Regions from separate parts of the Mus musculus genome. Here region 1 is linked to region 2. The links are chromatin contacts, called in public HiChIP or PLAC-seq maps. All regions are on one chromosome and are shown on one strand. Each heading gives the region's core, a stretch centred on a gene start, on an enhancer-like site or on the middle of the called end of the contact. The rest is flanking DNA. Distances are from core to core; before and after follow the strand shown. Region 1 overlaps Rxra (retinoid X receptor alpha). Region 2 overlaps Vav2 (vav 2 oncogene).

Evidence for each region. HiChIP or PLAC-seq counts read pairs in DNA pulled down with a chosen protein or histone mark.
Region 1: a contact with region 2 is called in a FOXA1 HiChIP or PLAC-seq map of pancreatic cancer cells. The contact joins two enhancer-like sites. A contact is called at or near these places in 2 of 484 Hi-C or Micro-C datasets (the N1E-115 cell line and myocytes) and 1 of 115 datasets of contacts at active chromatin or transcription factors (pancreatic cancer cells).

What each region holds. Positions count from the first base shown.
Region 1 is chr2:27,697,468-27,704,716 of GRCm38.p6, reverse strand. The region is part of intron 1 of Rxra (retinoid X receptor alpha); the gene reads right to left. Among named protein-coding and RNA genes, the nearest start is that of Rxra, 24 kb to the right of the region's middle. Within about 2 kb of position 4,981, at least 118 of the 459 cell types and tissues checked have an H3K27ac peak or open chromatin away from gene starts, as enhancers often do. A contact at or near this core is called in pancreatic cancer cells, where this site is marked.
Region 2 is chr2:27,286,471-27,293,160 of GRCm38.p6, reverse strand. It overlaps Vav2 (vav 2 oncogene), which reads left to right. Exons shown (of 28, transcript NM_009500.2): 9 at 392-491; 10 at 1,257-1,352; 11 at 1,743-1,811; 12 at 4,469-4,555; 13 at 6,637-6,690. Among named protein-coding and RNA genes, the nearest start is that of Sardh, 43 kb to the right of the region's middle. Within about 2 kb of position 3,555, at least 70 of the 459 cell types and tissues checked have an H3K27ac peak or open chromatin away from gene starts, as enhancers often do. A contact at or near this core is called in pancreatic cancer cells, where this site is marked.

The DNA of each region.
Region 1 (7,249 bases), core at 3,732-6,231, 410 kb before region 2:
ACCCCTGGGAACTTCTCAGCCTCTGGGCTACACCTTTCCATTGCTTCTCTTAAACCCCTGGGCCTGAGCACAAACTGTTTCATCTGTTCCCTTGTCTGAACCTGCACGGTGCCATTTCCTCCAAGAAGCCTTCCTCCAGCTCGTTCCACCTCAGCTTAAGGGAGGCCCTGTGCCCGGAAAGCAGCTACCACAGCTAGATCATCAGGTCCCCGCCCACCTACTGTTTCAAGGACTGGTGACAGCTCAACCAGCCCAGTGCCCAGCTCACACACATCAGCCAGGACAGCCACTCTATGGTGACGATGCTGTGACCTGAGCAGGCAGTTGCTCCTGGCCATTCCCCAGCTGGTGACATACCCACTGGCAGCCCTCTCTCTCTGAAGGAACGAGTATCAAGTAGGAAAGCCATTAGGGCCTGACCTGGACTGACACACCCCAGAAGAACTGTCTCCACCCTGAACTCAATCCCTGCCACTTCCCTGTGTTCTTGGGGACACTAAGGCATACAGCTGTGTGTCCTCAGCCCTGCACCTCAGACCTCAGGCAGAACTCTGGACCTCCTTCCCTGTGACTTCGCCCTCTGCCAGGATTGGCCACAAACTGCACCCTTGCTCTACTCCAAGAACGGGACAGGTTAGGTTGCTATGGGCAAAGGGATAAAGAGGCCCTTGAGGAAGCCATGATGCACACAATTTTCTAAGAACACAGACTCTGCCCTAAGGGGCCCACTTCTGCTATACACTATTGTTCTAGAAGATTCTGGCTAACAGAATCTGACTTCTGGTTAGGAAGAATACACATTCCCCAGCTCGGAGCTGACATTCCTGGTCAGGAACAGCACTGGCAGTCTACAGCCTAGGAGTCCACCCTGACACAGCCCCACAGGTCACTTCTTTGGGGACACCACATTAAGGAGAATCCTTGTGAACACAAAGTTCAAAGTGTCATTAACGTAATGGACACTTCTGATGTCCATGTGGAACAGATGAGAAAACTGAGGTCCAGGAAGGGCCTGATGACCCAGCCTGATAGTCCCAGCCCTGGACCCCAAAGCTCCCTTTCCCAGGATCCAGGGCCTGGGCAACAGACAGAGGCTGTGGTTGCCTGAGGCTGCAGCCGCCTGCACATTGCGCAGTGAACTCTGGCCAGGTTTCTCCCTGGCTCTGGAATGGCTCTCACCACAGGCAGGTACCAAACCTGTCCAACCGCCCTGACACCCAGAGGCTATCTGCTCATCGCATTTCTCAACCACACAGAGCAGGCGATTGCCACAGGCCTGCAGACGGCAGATAAGGAGCTGCAGGGGCTGGTGTGGGCTGGGGGTTGGGGGTGTGCTCGGGCGTGGCTGCCTCAGCTTTGCTTTGTTTCTACTTTGGCTGTGCCTTCATACTTCTCTGCCCACTCGGGGCCTCAAGCTTCCTGGGGGTGCCAGGCTCAGGGCAGATGGGTAGGGTGAGAAGGCCCAGAGGAGATAGCCTATCAGAGCCATCAAGGGTGGTGGCTAAGTAGGACCCCAAGCAGGCTGAGCCTGGGCAGGGCTGCCCCTACCTGGGAAAACTACCCTTTCCCAACATCAAGGCCCATAAGGGCCATCAATGAGGCCAGATTCCCACCCTCCCCTGTATGACACAGCAAGCACACCATCAGAGCTCACTAAGCAAGACCATCACTGGGGAAGGCACAGCTCTGGCAAGTCATGGGTTCTCCCATCCTCCAGTGTCAGGATGCAATGATCGATGATGGCTCTAAATACATTGTCCCACAGGTCCACACAAATGTAGCCTCACTGCAGAACCTGGCTAGCAAGCTGAATGACTCCCACCAAAGCCAAAATCCAACTGGGTGGTAACTCCCCCCTTATTATCTCACTATTGAGAGATGGCTCAATATGGCAGTGAAGACATTTGCCAAGACCCCTGAGTCCCTCTACCACCTGAGAGTCTCCTCCCACACAAGTGTCGGGGCTAGGATACCAAGGAGGTGGAGCCAGAGGAAGCAGGGCTCAGGCTTCCTGCTTTTCCAGGTCACCAGGGCAAGGAGGCTGGACTGACCCATAAGGACAGCCCTACAGCACAGCCTTGGATGCTACAGAAAGGGTTGGGGCCCTGCCACCATCTAAGAGCAAGAGCTACCCCACCCCTGCCTGGGAGCAGCCCCCAGCCTCCTCTAAGCCTCTGCTCCACTGGAAGGTGGTGCCAGGATGGTTTCCAAAGAACGCAGACTCCAGGGCAGGGTGAGCCTAGGCTGGGAGGAGCTCCCCAGGCCAGCTGCGGGTTGCACAATGAGGAGGGCAGGCTACCTGACTCTCCAGCCCTGCTAGACTAGGGGAATACTTTGGGAGAGGACTTCCCCTCCCTTAGCAGGGTCCCACAGTTCCACAGTTCTAGGCCTCAGAAATCTTTGGGCAACCACAGTGTCATCCATTTGGTCCCGGCTGCCCCTGTATTCTGGACATAGGCAAGCCTTTCCCTTCCCACCTCAGTTTTACAAAGTGGAGCACAAAGGAGAAAAAAAAACTGAACAAAAGAGCAGCAGCAAGGCCAGGCTAGGCAGTCTCCGAGTGAGCAGCATATGGCTGTAAGTCATTCACCTCCCAGCTCTCAAGAGGGCACAGCAGGCCAGGAACATGGGGCTGGGAATGGCCAGGGATCTGCCCCATACCTCCCTGACCTGCTATGAGTGACTGACAGGGAGACAGCTAGAACTCAGTTCTACTATGGGAGGCCAGCCAGTGGGTGAGTTCTCACACAAAAAGGATGCTCCAACATAGCCATGGCCCACAGGGCAATACTGGCAGATGCAGGGTCCATAACAGACTCTATACACTTGGGCTTGCATCTCCCTAGGTGGCTAGGGACCTGTGGGAGAAAAATAGAGACAGAGGGAAATCTCTCACAACACAGGCCCTGTCCTCCTGCCTTCCAGCATACCCTGCTCTCTGTACCCAGATGGTGCCCACGAGATGCACAGGGATGTTGGGCTCCTGCCTGCAGGGTTACAGGGGCTAACCTCTGCTACAAATCTCAAAGTCTGTCTATTATCTCAGCCCTGGGAACTAGAGCAGAGCTCTTTGAATTGCAGAATTCCAAGGCAGGACCCTTAATGCCAACAGAAGTTGCTGGTAGCCTCTTAGCTCCTCTGTCCCCCACATCCACCTTGGGATGGAAGCCAAGGGGTTCTCTATCCAGGAAAAAGCTATGCACACCCCCCTGATGATAGCTGTGGTCTGACGATTGTGAGGGAAAGTCTGTCCCAGACTTGGGCCTATGAGCAGCAACAGAGAAGGTGAGCTCCCCGCTGAGCTCAGCACAGCAGGGGCACCCAAAAGAGAGAATGGCCTAGTGCCAGGCCCTGTCCCAATACTACTGTCCATATAGACTGGACAATGGCCTGGGTGCAAGAAACCCAAAGCACCTTAAATAATGCTGAAGACAGAGAAAGCAGAAAGAGCTACTTAGCCAGACAAGCTATGCCACGGCCCTTGGGGGCATGGTCACTCAACACCGCTGAACTGCTCAATAGCATAATGGCCTGTGACGTGGCATCAACAAGAACTACAAACATGATGGAGAAAGAGAGCTGCCATCCCTGAAGTGGAAGGCCCCAGGATATCTGCCAAAAGAGATTGCAGCCTGCATAGCTCTTCTACAGCAAATATCATCAATGTAGCCTTCCACAATCAGTGTTGAGCCCAGTGAACAGGCATCCTGGTCCATAGCTCTCCACAGCAGCACCCCTCACATGCCCCAGCCCCAATTCACAGCATCTCCAGGTCATTTTCCATAATTGTTCCCAGGGAGACTTATATAGGTGTTCTGAGCTGTCTTGAGTCTCCTGGATCCCACATAGGTGTAGCCTCAGACCCAACAATGAACCACATCTCAAAGGCACCACTGGGCCCCCAACTCCACCCCCATGCCAGATGCCTGGTAGCCCTATGCTGAAACATTTTAGTCCTCCTATCCTGGAGGAGAGTAAACGGTACAAACGAGTCTTAGTATCATCTTCCCTACCTCAAGAAAGGGAGCTATGCACAGACTACCACATTGAGAATGTTCTGAGTGGCCCACATGGACACAGGGGTACCAAGCACCTCTTAGAAGCAACTAAGGGTTGGAGTGAGGAGCACTTGTGACTGGGCCACACGAGGCAGTTTGCCATACACAGTGATGCAGCACACACATGCACACACAGCCCAAGCCACCAGAGTCTCCTCTCTCCACCTCACTTGCCCAGAGGACTCACACAATCAAAAACCATCAGAAATTCAAATTCTACTTTGGGAAGATTGCTGAGCAGGACCCAGCAGCCCTTCACATCTATTTAAGAAGATCAACACATATCCTCCCCAGCCACGCTGTTCAATGCTGTGTCTGTTCTCATAAAACTTAAATACTGTCTTTTTCTTCAGGCCAGAAACCCCAGCCACCTCTCCCAGTCACATGAGAACCCTGTGCCCCAACTCTCCAGACACATAGAAGATCTAAGCTGCTTGTCCTCCACCTGTACTCCAGGAGCCATTGGCCCGCCATTCAGAGCAGGCCTCAGGAGAAGGGCTGAGTGTCCCCAAGGGGAAAGTACGACTGAGGGACGGACCTCCTCCTGCCAAGCAAGGTGGAAGGAAGAGCCAAGGTCTGCAAAGCTGGCTGATCCAACCCAGAGAAGGGATGAGAGTCCTTCATGTCCCCGAAGGGAGGCAGGCTTCCGAGTTCCCAGCTGACCACACAGGAGTATGGGTACAAACAGGGCCAGCCGGCAGCCACAAAGCCAAAGCCACATTGTATGCTGTGGGGCCTAGCCCTCACACTCTCCCTCTCTGTCAGTCCTGGCAGCTGCTTACTGTATCACCAGGGAAGCTGACTCCAGAGTCAAGCCCACGTCCTGGGAGCTGCAGGATGCAGCCAGGGTGAGCTTGGCCCCGCCAAAGCAAAACAAGCATTGGCCAGCTCTGAGCACAGAGCAGCAGGAGGCCGGGAGGCCCAGACACTTCCCCTCACACGGCCTGCTGCCTTGGCAAGTGGCCACTCTGCCTGCTGCTGGACAGGGGCTAGGCAAGGAAGACAAGGCAATCCAGCCAGGTCCTGTGCCGCCATCTGGGGGCCTGGAGTGGAGCCCCTGCTCACGAGAGTTAAATTAAAACCTATGACCCTCCCATCACAGTGCCTTACAGGCACCCAGGGCCCCAATGCAGCCCTTTCCCAATCTTATCCTTCAGATTCTAAAAAGCTACCTAGAGACTAATCCCTCCCTGGCCTTCTCTGCCACCCCCTACACACCGTCCCCCAGGGTTTTCCACACACCTATCAAATTTAAGCTCCTAAGAGCCAGAGCCAGTTTGCCCTCCCCACTGGACTTATTAGTATCAGTCTCAACAACACTCTTCCTTACAGACAGGCAGACAGGCAGACACACACACACACACACACACACACACACACACACACACAACTAGTGCAGCCTGCACCAGGCCACAGCCTCCATCCATCACCCATGGCTTTGCACCCACTCTGTGACAAAACCCATTCCACGTCACCACCTCTCATTCTGATGTTTAAAATTTCATTCACGGCAACAGATTGGTTATTCCATCTTGGCCTTAATTAAAGAGGGCCCCAGAACGACATTTTAAACAGCAATGTCATTTTCTAATTGACACGGCTCCATTACCAAGAAAAATACGCAAACCCGCCTGAGACAGAGTGCAAGCCCCTCCCCCACCCTCCCAGAGGAGAGAGGGACTGCATAGCTTCAATTTTTAATCTGCTGATGAAATATTCAGGGGCCACAAAAGGATTGCGTTTCCCTGAGGCATGGATCACTGCCCTCTCCAGACTCCCCATGTTGGTAAGATACCGAGTTAGGATGATGGGGTCAGGTGGTCAGGAAGATGGAGAACCCACATGGGTAGCAGCTCAAAACTGGCCTGCTCAGCTACCACGACATATTTGTCCCATACCCCATGCTACCGTCCCACTCTTAGCTCAGGTCTTTCCGTGCTCCCCAACAATATCTGCTCTGTGCAAGTAGAAGACTTCAGCCCAGAGGGACTACATGCCCCAGTGACACCCACCAGGTCTCCCGGCCCATCTTGATACTTGTCTGTCTGAGTTTCATATGTTAAGTCCTACCTATAGCAATCAGGTTTCTAGCATGCTAATTTCCCAAGCAAAGTACTGAGAGCTCAGGGTCCACCGGTGCTAACACCTCTCCATAGCTGGTCCTTTACACCTCAAGGCTACACATGTCTGCACAAAGCCCAGCAAGGTGGGCTTAGAGGCAATGACCCTGAGATAGTGAAGAGAAAACTGTTTACACTGATAGGCTCAGGGGCCTGGTCACATACATGCAGATAACATGCAGGCCCTGGCAGTGCCAGCCAAGCCAAGTCCATCCAAAACCACTGTCAGCCCAGCTGGACGCTGGCTCCGATAGCCACCAGAACCAAAGTGCAGAGAGGACCACGACACTCACCAGAACAGGAACAGGGACAGGGCCCCAGCTCAACCCCTCAGCCTCTCGTTGAATCTCTTCATGCCAGGCGTGAAAGCAGAGCCTACCTCCCATCTGCTCCCATTTCTGCCTCTCAACCAAGAAAATGTCCTGTTGGATGGATGGCTCTAGACCACACAGCCAGACTGCTCCCAGAAAGGTTACCTGGCCAGGGGGCTCCACTCAGCAGGTACCTTCACCCCCATGCTGATTCACTAGTGAGCTCAGGTGGAGCACATAGGCTGCAACCCGTCCTCCATGTGGCACTGGCTGGACCACGAGGTCCACTCAGGGGAAAACACTACTAGAAACCACAGGAAGAACTCTGGCAGTCCCAACAGGACATAGACATCAAAACACCACCAGGGTTGATGTTGTCATATGTATCAGACTCTAAGCTATCACCTCCAAATAAAGAGTAATTCTGCCCTTACAGAAGGGGAAACTGAGGCTCAAGGTGGTCAAGGGGTTGCCAATAGACACCACTGAGGAGTTGGGGACGGGGGAGCAAAGTCAATGTTGCATGAGATGCATCATTGTGCAGCAGCAGCCCAAGGGCTCCCTGAGGCCGGATCTTCTATCCTCTGTGGTTTCCACACCCAGTATAGAGAGGGGGCTGATGTTGCCCAGCTGCCCAGCCTGTTCCAGACAGGCCAGTTAATCAAACACTCTCTAAATGATGCAGCCTAATGCTGCTGGCCCAATGTGCCTGCCCAGCCATCTGGTAGACCAGCTTTCCCTGACCCTGGAGCTGATCAAG
Region 2 (6,690 bases), core at 2,306-4,805:
AGAGCCCCTTAGGCAGGACCTTCTCTCAGGCATTCCTCTCCTGAACAGAGGTAGAGCCATGGATGGCGACTTGAGGTAGCCTGTAGGAGGTGCCTTCTTGGCTGGGGGAACTTGGTAACCCTCCTTTGCTGATGTTTCGGGAGCCCTCCTCCCAACACGGTCATGTAACAGGTAGGAAAGCAGAAAGGGGGCTGGGGGAGGGGAGCCATTTGGGCAGTGACCCTGAGGCTCTCCAGCTTGCCTGAGAAGGAGTCAGGACAGTAGCTGCATGCATCTTAGAGATGCATGGGTGCATGCATGTCCACATTGCCTGTGCACTGTAGCACAGCTCATAGCAACTGTAAATGTCTTACTTGGTTGGCTCTGTGTACACGTTGCTGTCCCTCCTTAGGCTCCTGATCTATGGAGAGTACTGTAGCCACATGGAACACGCTCAGAGTACACTGAACCAGCTCCTCGCCAGCCGAGAGGACTTCAGGCAGAAAGTGGAGGTAACAAAGCATCCTGGTACCCTGACTTGGTGCAGCTGGCTAGCTGAGACCTAAGGGACAAACCAACTTCCCTCAATACCGGTCTTTGGTTTTGTGGCTATTCCCCTATTTTGTTGGGCGATTGCCAGAATACTTGTCCCAACACAGCCTAAGACTTAGGGGCTGTGGAGGCCTGGACAAATCCATCACAGTAAGTGACACTTGACCTTAAACTCTGCTGAGGTCCTATCAGACCTTAGCAGGCCTAGGTGACTTTCATGATACACTGGGCCTCCTTCCCTTGCCTAGGTTTGCCTACCTCTGTCAGCTTGTGCTTGAGCGCCTTCCTGGCTCTTCCTCACCTCTGGGTCCAGGAGTGAGTGCCCTTTCCTGTGTGGTTAGGAAAGCTCTGTCTCAGCGCTCCAGCTTAAGTGCTGGTAGCATGTAATGCTTGTTTCTACTGTCCCTGAACCGCAGGGGATCCTAGCTATCCTCACAGCCTTGTATGAGCCCCCTCCCCACTTGGCCTCTCAGGGAGCACATGGCAGATCCATGGGCCATGTTCTGCAAGGCCCAGCCCCCTCAGGCACTGTTGTGCAATGTGGTGCCTCAGATCCCAGGGTCCCATCATGTTCTGGGATGTGAGGGGTGGTGACACCAACTTCATGCATAATCTAGAAGACCGAGGATCCAGCTCTGAGGTCTCTTTCTCTGTGTGGCTGGCAGTGGGGCATGAGTTCTCCCAGAAGAGTAATACCCTTTATCCACTCGCTTCTCTCTCTCCAGGAGTGCACACTCAGGGTTCAGGATGGCAAGTTCAAGCTGCAAGACCTGCTGGTGGTGCCCATGCAACGGGTGCTGAAGTACCACCTGCTGCTCAAGGTGAGGCTAGCAGCCTGCTCATCATGCCCTCTGTCACACTGGGCTCTGATGGCATGGGCTTGGACCCACAGGCAGGGTGGCACACACTGATGAATGAGCCCATGTTCAGTACATACCATGAAGGGGTATCCTGGCATCTGGAAGGAAAATTATGAATAAGTTAAGACCATTAGGAAAGTGGGAAGAGACAGGACAGCACCCACGGACCAGGAAGAGGAGAGGAGAGCTGCTATGCTTGACTGCTTCATCACTGAGGCCTTGCACAGTTGTCTACTATGTAAGGGATCCCATGTGTGTTGGAGTTGGACAGATGGACTTGCACTTGAGCTGGTGGGTGGCTTTGTCCTGAGACCTTGAGGGCTCACCCTAGCTTCCCTCTCACTCCCCTAGGAGCTCCTGAGCCATTCTGCAGACCGACCAGAAAGACAACAGCTCAAAGAAGCCCTGGAAGCCATGCAGGTAAGTAAGAGAGGCAGAGCGGGGAGTCCCCAGACCAGTGTGCACACACTCCTGGATCCAGACTGAGCTCCTTGGTAACACTGACAGGACACTGCGGTTGGGCTTAGACTTACATGATGGTGGAAGGAGCAGCAGGCTAGGCTGCTTGCACCATGTGTCCAAAGTCCCCAACTTCACTTGCCTGCAGTTGCCCTGTCCCCACACTGTATTTTCAAGTGTCCACTGGGGTCATCAATGGTTTTTGGGTGCCAGCTCTATCCTGGGGTACCTCTTTTCCTCCTGGGCATCTGCTGATGAAGGTCTGTCCCATGCCCATGCCCTGTCACTCACTGGAAGGTCCCTTTTCACGTGCTGGCTTTGAAGGCCCCTGCCCAGCCATTCTATGCCTCATGTATGGCCGTCCACTGCCCTCAGAAGCTCGTCTGTGTTCTGCTCAGAAACCTTTGTGGCTTCTGCTGTTCTCTGAATCAGGCCAGGGTCATTGAAGATGTGTGTAACAGGAACGCCTCAGATTCCGGGGAAGCCTGGCCATGCTCAGATTCCTGGGCATGCTCTATTCTTTCCCACCCCAAGGTGTGCTCAGGACATGTCCTCTTCCTCACTTAATCTGCCTGCATCCCACTCATCTTGTCTTTGCCATGAACTTGACACAGTCCAAGAAAGTCACCTTCCAGACTCCTTAGCCAAGGGACTGTCAGGCTACCCCACAGTCATACCTGTGCCTCTCATAGACACCTGTCTTAGACAAGGTGAAATGCCTGACACAGGCTAGGTCCCTTTGGCATTGCAGTGTTATAGAAGCAGTGAGTTCCAGCCTTGACTTCTGACCCCTGACCCCTGAGTCCTCTGGTCCATGGTCCCCTTCTTTTCCCAAGACACACCTTGTTTGAAGAGGAAGGTGCTGCAGTCTAACTCCCACACAGGATCAGGGGGAGGACGCTGGCTCTCAAAGCTACCTGCTCTCTGAGAGCAGACTTCATGCAGCTGGAAAAGTTTGCATCAGTTTTGAATGGACTTAAATGTGGGTGCCATGGCTGACATGGGGACCTCTGGCTGGCGCCCCTGGGGAACTGAGGTCACCGCAGCAGAGGGACCACCACATCTTCCCACTGCAGACACAATTCAGTGTCAGCCATTCCTGGAGCATGTGACTCATACTGCAGGTGTACCCTGAACCCAAGCCTGGCCAGTGTGTGGCTTCGGGTCCCTTTGTGGCAAAGTACCCTGAGGTTATATAGCTCCTGACATTCCAAAGAGGGTTTGTGACTCTGTGTTCTTCTTTTCACGGGAGGCTCTTCAAACTGCAAAGTTTAGAAGGCGGCCTGGTTTGCTTTCTGTTACTGTGATGAACAACCACGATCAAAAGCAACTTAGGGGAGGAAAAGTTTTATTTTAGATTATATTCCCAGGTCACAGTCTGTCATGAAGGGAAATCAGGGAAAGAATTCAAGGCAGAAACCATGGAAGAAGGCTGCTTACTGTCTCACTTTCTGGAGCGCTTAGCTAGCTCTCTTCTATAGCCTAGGATTGGCGCCACCTCCAGTGGGCAGTTCCCTCTCTCCTCCATCGTCAGTCAGGACAATCTCTCAGACATGGCCACACAAGACCGTGTGATCAATGCAGTTCTCTAACTGAAGTGCCCTCAGTGAAAACTAATACAGCAGGGAATCTAAAAGCCTTTAATGTCCCCAATGCAAAGCAGAAAACCATTCATCCAGCCAGTGTCTGGGCTGTCACTGCCCTGGAGCTAAGCTTTCCTCAGGGTTGCAGTACACACTCCATGCAACTCTGTTAGCTGGCTGCTTTGCCTCCGGAGCTCTACTGTCTCTGTGGGAATCTCCTTCCCAGACGTGCACTTCTGTGACTCCTGCCAGGGTGCACAGGGCCACACACGCTCAGATCTGTCGCTGCTGTTGATTTAGAACAAAACCCACCCTTTATAAACTGTGGCTTCTGGTAGGGAGCTGCCAGTAGCAAGGTTTGTAGGCTGGCCCTTGAAGTGATCCCAGAAGCAAGAGAGGCCATAAGGGAGGTAGGAACTGGCTCCAGGATGTGGGTCTGGCTTTTGTGTGCCGGGGATTTCCTCTCTGCTCTGCTTTCTGGGTAGGATCCCTGCTGTTCTGTCCCAGCCGCCCCTGGGCATTGCTTCCAGACCATTTCAAACTTTCTGAAGCAAAGTGAGCACTGCCCCCTGGTGACTGACTAGAGGATTGCAGTACTATGTAGGGCTCATACCTTCCCCCCACTCCATCTCCCCCAGCCACTTACAGAATACCCAGGCTCTTCAGGGAAGGTGGGACAGGGGCTTCGTGAGAGCAGAAAGGTCTAAACAGTGGCTGTGTGTGACCCACTGTGGCTTATCCATGCTGGGCTGCATCTCCATTCTGACACAGAAGGCCTTCTGAGTGAGGGGAACCTGGATTTGGGGGTTCCCAGCACCCTCTTCAGCATAGTGTGTACTCTGGGTTCAAATGTTGTGTTCTTCACCTTATTCCTTCCTGGTTCCCTGTGTGTGGTGGTTTTTACTCCCATAGCCCAGAGTTGGAGTGGCCCCAGGCAAGATGGAGGAAGAGTGTGGAATGACCAGCTGGGCTAGGAAGGGGCTGGGAGGTCACCCCGTGTGTGACTCAGTGCCCTGATCCTGTCTTGATTTCCAGGACTTGGCCATGTACATCAATGAAGTGAAGCGGGACAAGGAGACCTTGAAGAAGATTAGCGAGTTCCAGTGCTCCATAGAAAACCTGGTAAGCCGTGGCTGCCTGCGAAGCCTGCCGGGAGTAGGAGGGAGGTCGGGCAGTATCAGCCTTCATCCAGTTCTACCTACTGTGCGGATGAGGTCATCCACGTGTAGGGCTCAGGAGATGGATGTCCTATTGACAGCCTGGCTCTCTTTCTCCCTTCCCAGCCTGAACCCCAGGCTGTGGCGACCAGAGGCAGGACGCTTCGTCTGCTCTGTGGCCCTCCTGTTTCCCTGTCCTCAGGGTGGGCAGTGGGCAGGGTTCGGCTTGGGGGTGGGGCCACGGTCATCTCAACCTGAGAGCTGGCCCTCAGCTTGCCCCTTGTCTAGGAATCAGACTGGGGGCTGTCAGTCAGGGTTGGCCCTCTCTCAGGCATACTCCGGGGAGAAGAGATGAGCTGTTCCTGGACTCAGCCCTGCTTGGCCCCATGTTGGGTCTAGGTCTCTCTGTGTTGGGGTGTTCTGCAATAGGAGACCTTAAGCACGCCCTTGCCCCCACCCATCGGATGCTAATAGCGCCCTCAACCCCAAGTGATGACTGCTCCTCCAAATGCCGTCTGATTCCCAGAGTCATTTTGATATTGAACCATTGATTTTTTTCCCCGCTCAAACATCCCCTCTTCTTGGAGATTTTCCTGGAGAGCTTGGCGAAGTAGAAACCTGGAAGCCCGATATCTAGGCTGGCATACCCATCTTCATCTCCAGAGGAACCCTCTACAGAGCTGGCTGGCTCATCAGAGGGCAAGGAGAACTGCCAAGCAGTGTCTGATGAGTGCTCTGTCTACATGTGTGCTTGCACGCCAGAAGAGGGCGTCAGACCCGGGACAGATGGTTGTGAGCCACCATGTGGTTGCTGGGAATCAAACTCAGAGCCTCTTAACCGCTGGGCCATCTCTCCAGCCCATTCTTATGTGTCATGAGTGTGACCTGAAGCATGAACATTTGTGGGGTTCAGACCATTTGCCAGTCATCCCTGCTTTCTGATCACTGCACAGTTAACACACTGCTTTTGAACACAGGGGAGTTTGCTTTGGTGTTGTGAGTCATGTTTGCTCTTTAAATGACAAGGAATGGGATGTGAGTGTGGTTTAGTTGGCAGAGTGCTTGCCTTTCATGCACAGGGCCCTGAGTAAACTGGACTCAGGGGCACTAACTGTAATCCAGCATCGGGGGCAGGGGAGGAGGAAGGCGGAGGCAGGAGGATCAGCGTTGTCTTTGGCCACACAGCATCCAGGCCAGTGTGGGATACTCCAGGCCCTATCTCACAAAGAACGGTGATCCATGGATCTCGGTGTTTCTGGTATATGACAGCCAAGCTGCATGCAGTCTTGGTGCTGTCTCTAGGAGAAGGCACCTGGATTTATATGTCCTGTGTGATGGGGACAAAGGGGCATAGCAGAGTCCCCGAGCAGATGTGAATCATGCTCTGTGTCAGGCCAAGGCCAGCCTCTGTCATACTGAAGTCAGACCTAGGAGTTTTCACAGAGTACAGGGACCAGGCCTCCAGGCCCATGTGACCACCCACAGGCATAGCCACTTCCCCTGGAACCCGACCTCTGCCTTCTCCTGAATAGACTTGTCCCTTGAAGAGGATACAGAGGACAGTGGAAAGGCAGATCTCTCTGTATTAAACAGAACAGAGAGGCACAGTCCAAGCAGAAGCGGAAATGGAGACTTGATGGCCAGTGGTGGCGGGGCTGGGCATAGATTGCTTTCTGTGGAGGATGAACCCGGCTGGACCCCGCCTGTGGTTGCCGCTCAGTCCAGTGGTGCTGCTTGCTTGCTTTATTTGCTCTCTTAGGGCTGGACCTCTGGCTTTTCCTACAGCTCCGGGTTCCACACAAGGGCCGCCTGTGAGCATGACCAGACCATCAATTGCCCTTTGTTCCCAGGGCTCAAGGGAGTCCCCATTGTGGCCCCCTGAGAGGGGACAGGCTTGGCTCATTCATGGGCTACCCAGTCACCGTAGGCACATTTTCCTAGATCACACCTGGGTCTTTCTGTCCTGCCCTGGGCATGCCTACTTTTCTCCCTGTCTAGCAATGCAGAGGTTGTCCACCCTTGGACTAACAGTCCTTGCCTTTCCAGCAAGTGAAGCTGGAGGAATTTGGGAGGCCAAAGATTGACGGGGAGCTTAAAGTC